Regions from separate parts of the Rattus norvegicus genome. Here region 1 is linked to region 2. A link is a contact called in public Hi-C data. All regions are on one chromosome and are shown on one strand. Each heading gives the region's core, a stretch centred on a gene start, on an enhancer-like site or on the middle of the called end of the contact. The rest is flanking DNA. Distances are from core to core; before and after follow the strand shown. Region 1 overlaps Rnf144b (ring finger protein 144B). Region 2 overlaps Rnf144b (ring finger protein 144B).

Region 1 (5,001 bases), core at 2,048-4,547, 72 kb after region 2:
CACTTGCTTATGAGGGAGGGAGGGAGGGGAAGAGGAAGGGAGGGAAGGAAACCCTCGCACAAGGGATTCTGAGGACTGTACCAAGTGCAGTCTGGTGGTATGGAGAGAAGGCCTTACACCTGCCGCCCTCCATCCTTCGCATTCATCGATGAAGGTGTGCCATGGTCTGAGCTCAGCCCCACAAGACACAGGACCTCTGAGGCACCGCTGGAGGCTCATAGCATCCATGAGAAACAAGAGGAAGTATAAACCATGAGAAGTCCACAGGTAGAGGCTGAGGGTGCTTCCTGGGAGACTAGGGAAACCAATCTACATACCTGTTAGATCTGGATGGGAAGGTCACCAAAAGACTCACATGCTAAAGGCAAGGTTTGTTCTCATAGCCTAGGATAAACCTTCCCTTCATGTGAAGCCTGTCAGGGACCTCAGCCCCTCTGTGTTGATATCTATCTGATGTCTATGGACCTAACAGTTCTTCTAAATCTCATATCCCATGCCCCCCCCCCCAAAAAAAACCAATCCTTCTCAGTGCCCCAGTAACCTCAAACCCAAAAACCATTCCATTATGGGATCGTTCATATTGTGTTCTGCAATAGATCTTTCCCATTGCAATGAGCTCAAACGTGGGAGTATATCCTGGTTAAAATACCGAGGTCTGCATTTCTGATTCAGCAAAGTTGGTGTTGAACATGAGATGACTTGCCACCCTCCCCAGACCCACAGTCACAGGCAGGGAGGCAGGACAAAGTGACATCAGTAACCAAGTGCAAACTCAGAACCACAGATGTGCTTGAAAAAGCAATGGCCATTCACATCAAAAAATGAGTCCCTATTTTGAGAACCCTGTCCTCACAGACTGCGGCTGATCGTCTGCAGCTGCGGAATGGAGTGCGCTTACGCAACACTCAGACCCACTGATGGGTCTTTGGCAACGACTTTGCCAGTTTCAAGGCTTTGTGTTCACATAAAAAGGGGGAACAGATCCGGACATGTTTGCGGCGAAATTGGGAGAAATGTATACATAAGCAGTTGGCTGCTTCCGCTGTCGTAAGCACATTATCAGATTTTCATCTTGACATTGGTTAACTCCAGCAATGACCTGAGGCCTCTCCTCAGACTCACAAACCACGATGTTTTTGGAGGTTGGGTCTATTGAAGATGAAACACCTGACGGTGTTATAAATCTTACTGTGACTCCAGTTTAACCGTTCAACTTATCTTCGAGTTTATCTTATTTAATTATGTGTTCGTGTGGGCCGTAGGGATCTGACATGCTGCCTCTCCAGTGTTGGGATTAAATTCCTAGAACTCAGACTATCATTAGGTCAACCGTATGACGTAAAGACTTAAATGCCGTTTAAGCTTCAGGTTTGGAACTGTTTTTGAGAAAACCCATGAACTTGGCCCTGTTACAAATACAACAAGGATTTCTGAGCAAAGGGTGCTCACCAAGCGGCAAGACTGTTTATTGATGGGTTCAAGGTGCAGGTGAACAGCAAGAAACACAGGTCCGCTGTGCGCTCCAGCGTTGAAAGATATTTGCACACATAACCCATGTGATGCAAACACATACACACACTATACCTGCTTGTCTGTTTCAGAAATACGCTGCTGTTCCTTGACCATTCACAGCCCTGTCTGCAACTGTGCGCCCCCACCTCGGAGTCAGGTGGATGAGCAGTTGGTTCTAGGAGTCAAGCAAGGCGAGCAGAGCATTTTCCTCTATGTATCACATGGCAAGTTAACAATCTGGTGAGGAATTTCTCACCTAGTTTTCACTCACCAACCTCCCAATCCTCCCAGTCCCCTCCCACACAAAAATGATAAACATTCCCAGATCCATCCTGGGTGGATCTTCAGAAGTTTTAGAAATAGCAGGGGCTTCCTCCGATGCACACCCCGAGGCTTCCTCGGATGCCCGCTCTGCAGTGCTGTCGGTGAAAGACCAGGTCGACAGTTACTTATGCCAGATAAGTGTGGGTCTGTGCAGGGGAGGGCTAGCCTAGCGCAAAGTCTGGGGAGAGCAGCACAGATCAAGAGGATGTGAGACTTCCTAGCGGGATGTAGACTCTGCTGTCCAAAGGCCTTCTGAGGGACGAGCCACTTGTTTTAGGTTTGGGAAAGATAGCTATTGCTCTCAACTGCCTTTTAAAGTGAAGAACCAGCTTTCAAAACTCTCCAGTGAGTGAGCCAGACTGTTCTCACATTATAAAATGCTGTGCGGGCTGAATGAAGGCAACTTGGAGAGGGGAGGGATATAGACCCAAGTAGATACAAGTGTGTCACAAAATGGAGAGGAAAGTCAGCTAGGAAAGGGGCTAGTGTACCATAATCCAGGCATAATGGAGCATTTATTTTTGGTATAAACCTTGTATAGTTAGTTACATATTGTTACTATTCACTGAAACACTTCGGCAAGGAGGAAGTGATAGCTCCGGTAACAGAAGTGAGCTGTTCTAGGAAGGTTCAACACCAGAGAGCCACTGCCGGTAAAGGATGTGTCTCAAGCTGTGAGGAAATGGGAGATCTGGAGGCTGGGGAAATGGCTTGGAGGTTAAGAACACTTGCTGCTCTCACAGAGGACTGGAGTTTGGGTCCAAGCACTCATGTCAGAAAACTAGTAACCGCTCAGAACTCCAGTTCCAGGGGATCTAATGCCCTCTCCTGGCCTCCCTCCCCAGGCACCTCCAAACTTGTGTGCATGCGCAAATACAGTCATATCGATAGAAGTCAAATAAACCGTTAAAACCGGAAATGATGACTGAGTGCACTAACATTTAACCTGATTTAGATTGTAATATAAACACTCATTAAACAGCCATATAGTACCCCGATTGTTACATACAATGTTTATGATGTGTATTAGCAAAATAGCCTAGTTCTGATTTTCTCTGGTCTTCGTTTTCTTCCTTGAACACTTGAACATGGCTTCCTTAGCTCGGACGCTGCTTCATGGCCAGAAGTTATTATATTACTTTGAAGAGATGAATAAGCTACAAAGTCGAGCTCGGATATGAGAAGGGGGAAGGGAGTAGGTGTTATCTCATTGGCTCTCTCATTCGTCCCGTCGTGGGTGTGAGCATGCTAACTATAGACTGTGGAGGTGGTTAAGAAAATAAACAGAACTCTAGGTAGAGTAATCAAAAAAAAAAAAAAAAAAAAGCCTGCCTGAAAGAATAGTGAAAGTTAAACTACAGAATTAAAGCTGACGGACGGACAGCCGACCCCATGAAGAAGAGGGAGGGAGAGGCTGCCCCTGTGCATGCTCGCATGCCTGGCAGCTTAGTGGCTCCAAACTCCCTGCTGTGACTAGTGGCTGGGACTTGGAAAGAGGTGGGGTGGAACCATGGGGAAGGGAATTAGAGAGATAAGCAAGAATCAATTCCTTCCAGAGTGCAAGAGCCCATGGTAAGGGACTGCAGTTTAATTTCAAGACGCGGCTTAAAGAAAATGTAATGTGCAGCGAGAAGTCATCCGATTTACAGTTTAAGCTGACCGCTCTCGCTGCGTAGAGGCAGAGGGTAATCGGGTCCTCTCTGACTTCATTGTCCTTGTCACCAAGACCTTCTTCTCTTGTAACTTGCAGCCCTGGAGTTGCTGACCCTGACAATCCCTGTGGCCTTAGATCCTGACAACACCGAATCCAGCTGGGTGGGAGGTGTCTGTTAACACTCTTTCAAGCCCACCCAAATCCCTGCATCTTCACCACTTGAACCAGTCTGAGCCAGCACCCTGATTTTCTGAAGGCCTGGCCACATAGGCCCAACACATTCATTTTCTGTCCTAAAGCTCCAATCATTGGGAGGGCCAATTCCTATCCTCCTAAAACAGCCACCTCCTAACCTCCTAGTTCAAACTTGGCATATTGTACGGTACCGATGCTGGGTGTGTCCTGGTGTTTCCTTTGCAAATGATTTAAATTCTTGGAATCATAAAATACCCCATGTCCGAGCCAGGCATGGCGGCGCATACCTCTAGTTCTGACACTCTGGAGCCAGAGGCAGACGGATCTCCGTGAGTTTGAGGCCAGCCTGGTCTACAATCGTGAATTCCATGACAGCCAGGCTTAGAGCTTAGAGCTCCTGTTTCAAAAGCCTTATATCGTAAGGAGTGTTCTGATTCAATTTGCAGGGTTCTATGATGAGGGAGTGGGCTTGGTATAGTGAGACTCCATTGTTACTGAGGGTGAGAGGCAGCAAATCAGGGTAATGGCGGTGGATGTGTCTGTCCCCAGACTCCAGGGGTGGAAGGCTTGGTCCTCAGTGTAGTGCTGGGGCGGGGGATGCTTTAAGAGACAGGGCAGAGCAGGTCTTAGGTCACGGGAAACTGCAATGACAGGCCACTGCGAGCTATCCAGGCTCCCTCTCCACTCTGCTTTGTTGTTGGCTAGGAAACGTTTGGCCATGGGTTCCTGATATGACGCATGACCTCAGCACAAGCCCAAAAGCCATGGACTGAAACCATGAGCCCAAATAAACCTTGTTTCTACCTAAGTTTTCACTTCAGGGATGTGTTACAGTGGCAAAAAGTTAACCACCCCGAGGACCAGGCACAGAGCTCCCTGGCTCCCTGTTCAGAGCTCTCTGCATGTTCCAAAGCTATTTTTAAAAAACATCTGTGGAGACAGGGCAGTTCTTTGCAAGCCCCGTCTATACATGTCACCTCAGAGTCATGCCGACCCCACAGATTACAGGAACTGAAGTAGGAAAGAGGGAATGCTGGGAGATGATTGGTCCAGGACTCAGGACTCAGGTCCTGTAGCTCTAAGGCCTGTGAAAACGTCCCACCATCAGATGAAGTGAGCCTGGGAGTCCCAAGGCTAGAGGTTCCTGCTTGCTATTAGAGGGTTACTCCTGTGTGCGTGTCTGTCTTCGGTTTCTTCTGAAGAGCATACATCTTCTCAGTGTAATTAAGGAGAGACTTAGTCAAATGCTGACGGCTTACTGGAATCATTAGGAAAGAATTGTAAAGAAAAGAGATAGAGGGACGGGAGAAAAGCCT
Region 2 (4,929 bases), core at 2,188-4,687:
GTTTTAAGAGCTTCTACAACACACACGAAGGCATCCACAAACAGAACTGAGATAAACGGCCGAGCTCACAGCCTGTATAAGGATTCCAGCTCCGTGTGGCGATAAAACACTCCTTTAGAAAGTTAGCCTCTGTGTTCTGTCGCTAACTCCCTAGTAGGCAGTACTTAAGGGCCAAGATGTAGGAACTCCATCCGCAGCGGGGAAGGAGAGGTCATGGCGTGCATCCGTACCTCGGCTTCCTGCAGGGTCCCGTGGTTTAGGCACACCATGTCAGGACAAGTGATAGGAGAGCCACATCCTTCTCGGATTGACAGCACCATGTACTGTTTCAGGCACTACAAAAAAAACAAAACAAAAAAAAAAACAAATAAATGAAATGAAATAAACAAAAGCAGATACTTTAAACTCCGCACCCGTTACAGTAGCACAAGGGTTACATAAGAGAACGTCCACTGCCTCTTCCTAAATTGGCCGTCCTGGCGTTCTTGTACCCAGGAAACATACATAAGTTATCCTAAGTGCAGGTACTGTAGAGCCAGCGCTTTGGAAAGAACGCAGAGCCAGGCGATTAATTGTACGCGACTTCATCTTAAGAGTTTATTCAAGTCGGATTCCGTTCGTTCATTCAGTCTGTCCACCGTAGACTGGGAAAATGAGGAAATGCTTTCGCATTCACAGCAAAGACCTTCGTGTCTTCTTTCTTTTCAAAGGTTGTGCCTGGGCTGGAGAGGTGACTCAGTGGTTAAGAGCACTGACTGCTCTTCCAGAGGTCCTGAGTTCAATTCCCAGCAACCACAAGGTGGCTCACAATGGGATCTGATGCCCTCTTCTGGTGCCATTGTTCTCATATATATAAAATAAATAGATTTTAAAAAAGAAAATCAAACTTATCAACAATTCAGATGGAGGCTTCTTTAATTTAGATTTATTTTATGTGGCTGAGTGTTTTGCTTGCATATGTGTACTGCACCATGAGTGTCACCAGAGGTCAGAAGTGGGTGTCGGGTCCCCTGGAACCAAAGTTACGGATGGTTATGAACTACCATGTGGGTGCTCAGAACCCAACCCAATCCTCTGCAAGCATAACACGGGCTTTTAACCACTCAGCCGTCTCTCCAGCATCCCCAAATCTGTTTTATTTGTGGATCACTCTGGTGCATTTGCCTGAGAGTAGAATGGAACTCACTCCCGAGCCCTGCAACTGAGTTATCCAAACAGGATCCAAACAGTGGTTAAGAGCACTGTCTGTTCTTCCAGGGGTCCTGAGTTCAAGTCCCAGCAACCACATGGTGGCTCGCAACCATCTGTAATGAGATCTGATGCCCCCTTCTGGTGTGTGTGAAGACAGTAACCGTGAATTCACATACATTAAATTAATAATAATAATAATAATAATAATAATAATAAATAAAGCAGTGCCATGCATCATTACATAAACCATTGAATAAAGGTCCGTGGACAGGGTGTTTCACAGAATTGTGAAATCTATGGCATCCATTGACCTCTTGAAATTAATGTTTTCCACGTGAAGATGAAGCCCCGGCGTCGCTGTTGTAGCTCTTTAAAAGCATATGTTTTTCTAGTTGAAAAGACTGCTGGACACACTGATGACTCGATAGCCAGGGCCAACAACCGAAGCCAGCTGTGTCTCTCTCCCGAAGTCTCTTCCCCTCCCGAAGAATAAATGTCTTCAGTCACACAAAACCCAGAAACTAACTTCAACATCCATCGTGAACTATTCAGAGAAACTTTGCTGAATCCGTACGGTGGTACGCTGCAAAATCACGGGAGAGATTTTTCTAATGGCAGTGAGAAGGCATGAGAGCCTGCCTGCGACACAGTATGACAGAGAGAGAACAGGCACCGGGGAGCAGATTCCACCCCAGTCGCTCTTACCCTGTGAATGGCCTCGTGGTAGATACTAAATATTAACTTTTACTTTCATGTTCAAGAAATGGGTAACAATTACTTGCCCTGAGATTTTCGGTGGTAAAGCGTGACTCAGTCCCAGGGGCAATAGGGGAAAGATCTCTGACCAGCAAAGCCCAGAGGGCCTATACACTGGCTCGCACAAAGGGCGTCGTCCCAAGGGACCCTGCAAAGGGCTGCCTACCAGGCTGTTTCTGGAGTCTTCCCAGGCTCCCATCAGCCACATGCTTCCAATATTATTGTCTTGGCCCTCTTCTGCCAGATGCCACTCACAGAAACTGAGGTAAACAGACTCTAAAAATACATGTTCTTCTCCAGGCCCAAGGGAAAAGAGCATGAGGGAAACAGAGTGGTGCCGTTGATAACCTGAGCACAGCGGCTGAGGTGGACACCCACTGTCGGTGGGGGAAAGACTCCACCCCAGGACCCAGTTCTCATCATGTTTAAACTTCCCTGACTCCCTGCAAGGAACCAGTTAAGACACCTGGGGTAGAGAAACTGAATGCACAGAAAAAGTGTACGAACCAGCACATATGTCCCACCAGCCGGCAGACAAGCTTCTCCTGAGGACTTTTCAGGGGTAGAGAAAACGCTTAATGGTATATAGTAACTAGAGAGATACCATGAGTGTCTTTATGGGCAAAACAATTACTTAAACTTACACTGCAAATTTGTACAGGTGAAATATTAAGGTTCCCCATTGGCTGTTTAGAGCAGATGTTCCGTTTGCTCATACGAGGTCCGTAATACATCAGGTAATGAATTAAAAGCTTTTCACACAAGCATTCCCATGTCTACAAAACAGACGGCGTGCCTCGACTTTAGGAGAGAAGTTAGAGCTGTGTGCACACTCCTTCCTTTTACTCTAAGAAAGGCTTGTTGGGGGTGGGCGTGTGTACATGTAGGTCATTATGCAGTTGGGAACTCAGAGTGGGCACGCACTTCTCCAAGAAGCAGAGGAAGTCCTTATTGCTACTTCTTACATCTTCCAAGTGCCTTGTAGTCACATCTTCCGTTCACTTTAACTAAAAAATATCACCTCAAGCCCTCCCTTCATTGCTCCCACAGGCTAGAGAGGCACGGAAGAGTCCAAAGCATTTTACAAGAACCACTGTCCACAACAGACAAGCCAAACACAGGGGAACAATGAGCAATTCTGATGGAAAAAGAAAAAACACGACACCTAGCTTACGTATAAAAAGAAACACGGGGCTGGGGATTTAGCTCAGTGGTAGAGCACTTGCCTAGCAATCGCAAGGCCCTGGGTTCGGTCCCCAGCTCCGGGGGGTAAAAAAAAAAAAGAAGCACATAAAACACCGCCATTGTCACCTTTAACAGGTGCAGATCATTCAACGTGAGCAGATGGCAGATCTTGCAATTTTCTCCACGGTCAACAAAGTCCGAGGAGATGTTTCATAAACAGCATTTCAAAAGCCTGTATGACTCACTGAAAGGGAGAATTGTTTCTTTTGTGCAGTTCCCTTTCACATACATGGCTTGACAGAGCAGAGACAAATACTTTAAAGACCACATGGGTCATAAATAATATCAGAGACTACTCTTCCAGCTCGCTGCACAGCCCTCAAGGATTCCGATAGGATGTGGTCGAGCGTTTAGCCACCGAGCACATGGGGAGCCAGGTGATTTGTATTGTTCCTTCCAGCTTGTCCCGTGACTTATGTCAATGGAATTTTTCAAGGAAGAGTTTTTTCCAGGGTTGGTGCTCACGCTGTATCAAAGGACATGGCGTTCTTCATAAGGTGTTTTCCCTGGCCATAGAGGCATGGCAAAGAGTTTGCTTGCCAAGTACCCGCCTAAGAGCCAACTATGGGAGTAGACAAAGCAGTCGTAGATACACAGACGATGCACAGTGATGGCTAGCTGGCTAGATTACAGATAATAGACAGTTGGTAGAAATTGATAGATGATAGGTTATTGATGTCATTAACGTTAATGATAGAGGATTAACGGATTACAGATGACAGGTAGATGATAGATAACTGATGACAGGTAGACAGGTAATATATAGATGACTGGGAGAAAGACAGTCAGACTGATGGGTGGCAGATGATGTATTGTGTTCGTGTGTATGTGTGTGTGTGTGTGTGTGTGTGTGTGTGTGTGTGTGTGTGTGTGTGTTCTTGGCTGTACTGTTCACTGCCTCCCAGAGCGTCTATCCATTCTACCTTGTGAGAAAGGCCTTCCCGGATAGAAGACCTTTACCTTGTCTTCTGTGGGATCCGAGGACAGACAAGGCCACGCTCAGACACACCCACCGGACTCTGAATCCCCCTGTGAGCATTATCACCCTGCTTTGATGGTTGTAGCTTTGTAGTGAGTTCTGTAACCTGGAGGTGTGCTCCCTGACTTTGTTTTTCTTTTCTGAGATTCTCTGCGTTGTTCTAGTTGTTTGTTTATAGCTCGAGTGGCCGCATGAACAGCATTGAGTGTTCAGATCAAGTGCCTCTCCGTTCATTTGGCCTCTCTTACCAAGAACGCGTATTTTCCAGAGTATATGCTTCACATATCTTCATCCATTCCTCGGTCTTTTGGTCCTTTGGAAATGATTGTAAATGGAGTTTCTTTCACAATTCCATTATATCAATCCTTGATAGGATGAAGAAATGCTGTTGACCTTTGTACATGGTTCTTGTCTTCTGCCGCCTTGCTAATCTGGTCCCTGAGATTTTAAATCTGGGGTGATGGTAAGGTGCAGTCGTGCTGAGAACCCTGTGTCCTGCACCATCTGACCCCGCCCCCACCCCGCGCCCACCCTAAGTATCACTCTGGGAGATGCAGTTATGCCTGTCACTGCCCTGTGTGTGGCTTGGCCATGGTAACTGAAATGAACCTCAGAGAGAGGCGTCCTCTCCATCGCTATCCACCATGGAAATAAGCATGAGCCAGTTCCAGGCAAAGGGGGGAAGGAAGCTTAAAGGGGAAACTACATATACAACACTGAAGCGCTTTTAATTTAAATAGCCTTAAATACTTTAAAGA

What was found. Hi-C and Micro-C count contacts between places; a contact is called where the count stands out from the background.
Region 1: a contact with region 2 is called in a Hi-C map of the A7r5 cell line, with 2.4 times the contacts expected there. The contact joins two enhancer-like sites. A contact is called at or near these places in 4 of 12 Hi-C or Micro-C datasets (the A7r5 cell line, Schwann cells, hepatocytes and 1 more).

The regions. Positions count from the first base shown.
Region 1 is chr17:17,738,429-17,743,429 of GRCr8, forward strand. All of the region lies in intron 1 of Rnf144b (ring finger protein 144B), which reads right to left. Among named protein-coding and RNA genes, the nearest start is that of Rnf144b, 28 kb to the right of the region's middle. Within about 2 kb of position 3,298, at least 2 of the 93 cell types and tissues checked have an H3K27ac peak or open chromatin away from gene starts, as enhancers often do. A contact at or near this core is called in the A7r5 cell line, where this site is marked.
Region 2 is chr17:17,666,079-17,671,007 of GRCr8, forward strand. Rnf144b (ring finger protein 144B) reads right to left here. Exons shown (of 8, transcript NM_001108881.2): 3 at 231-335. Among named protein-coding and RNA genes, the nearest start is that of Rnf144b, 100 kb to the right of the region's middle. Within about 2 kb of position 3,438, at least 8 of the 93 cell types and tissues checked have an H3K27ac peak or open chromatin away from gene starts, as enhancers often do. A contact at or near this core is called in the A7r5 cell line, where this site is marked.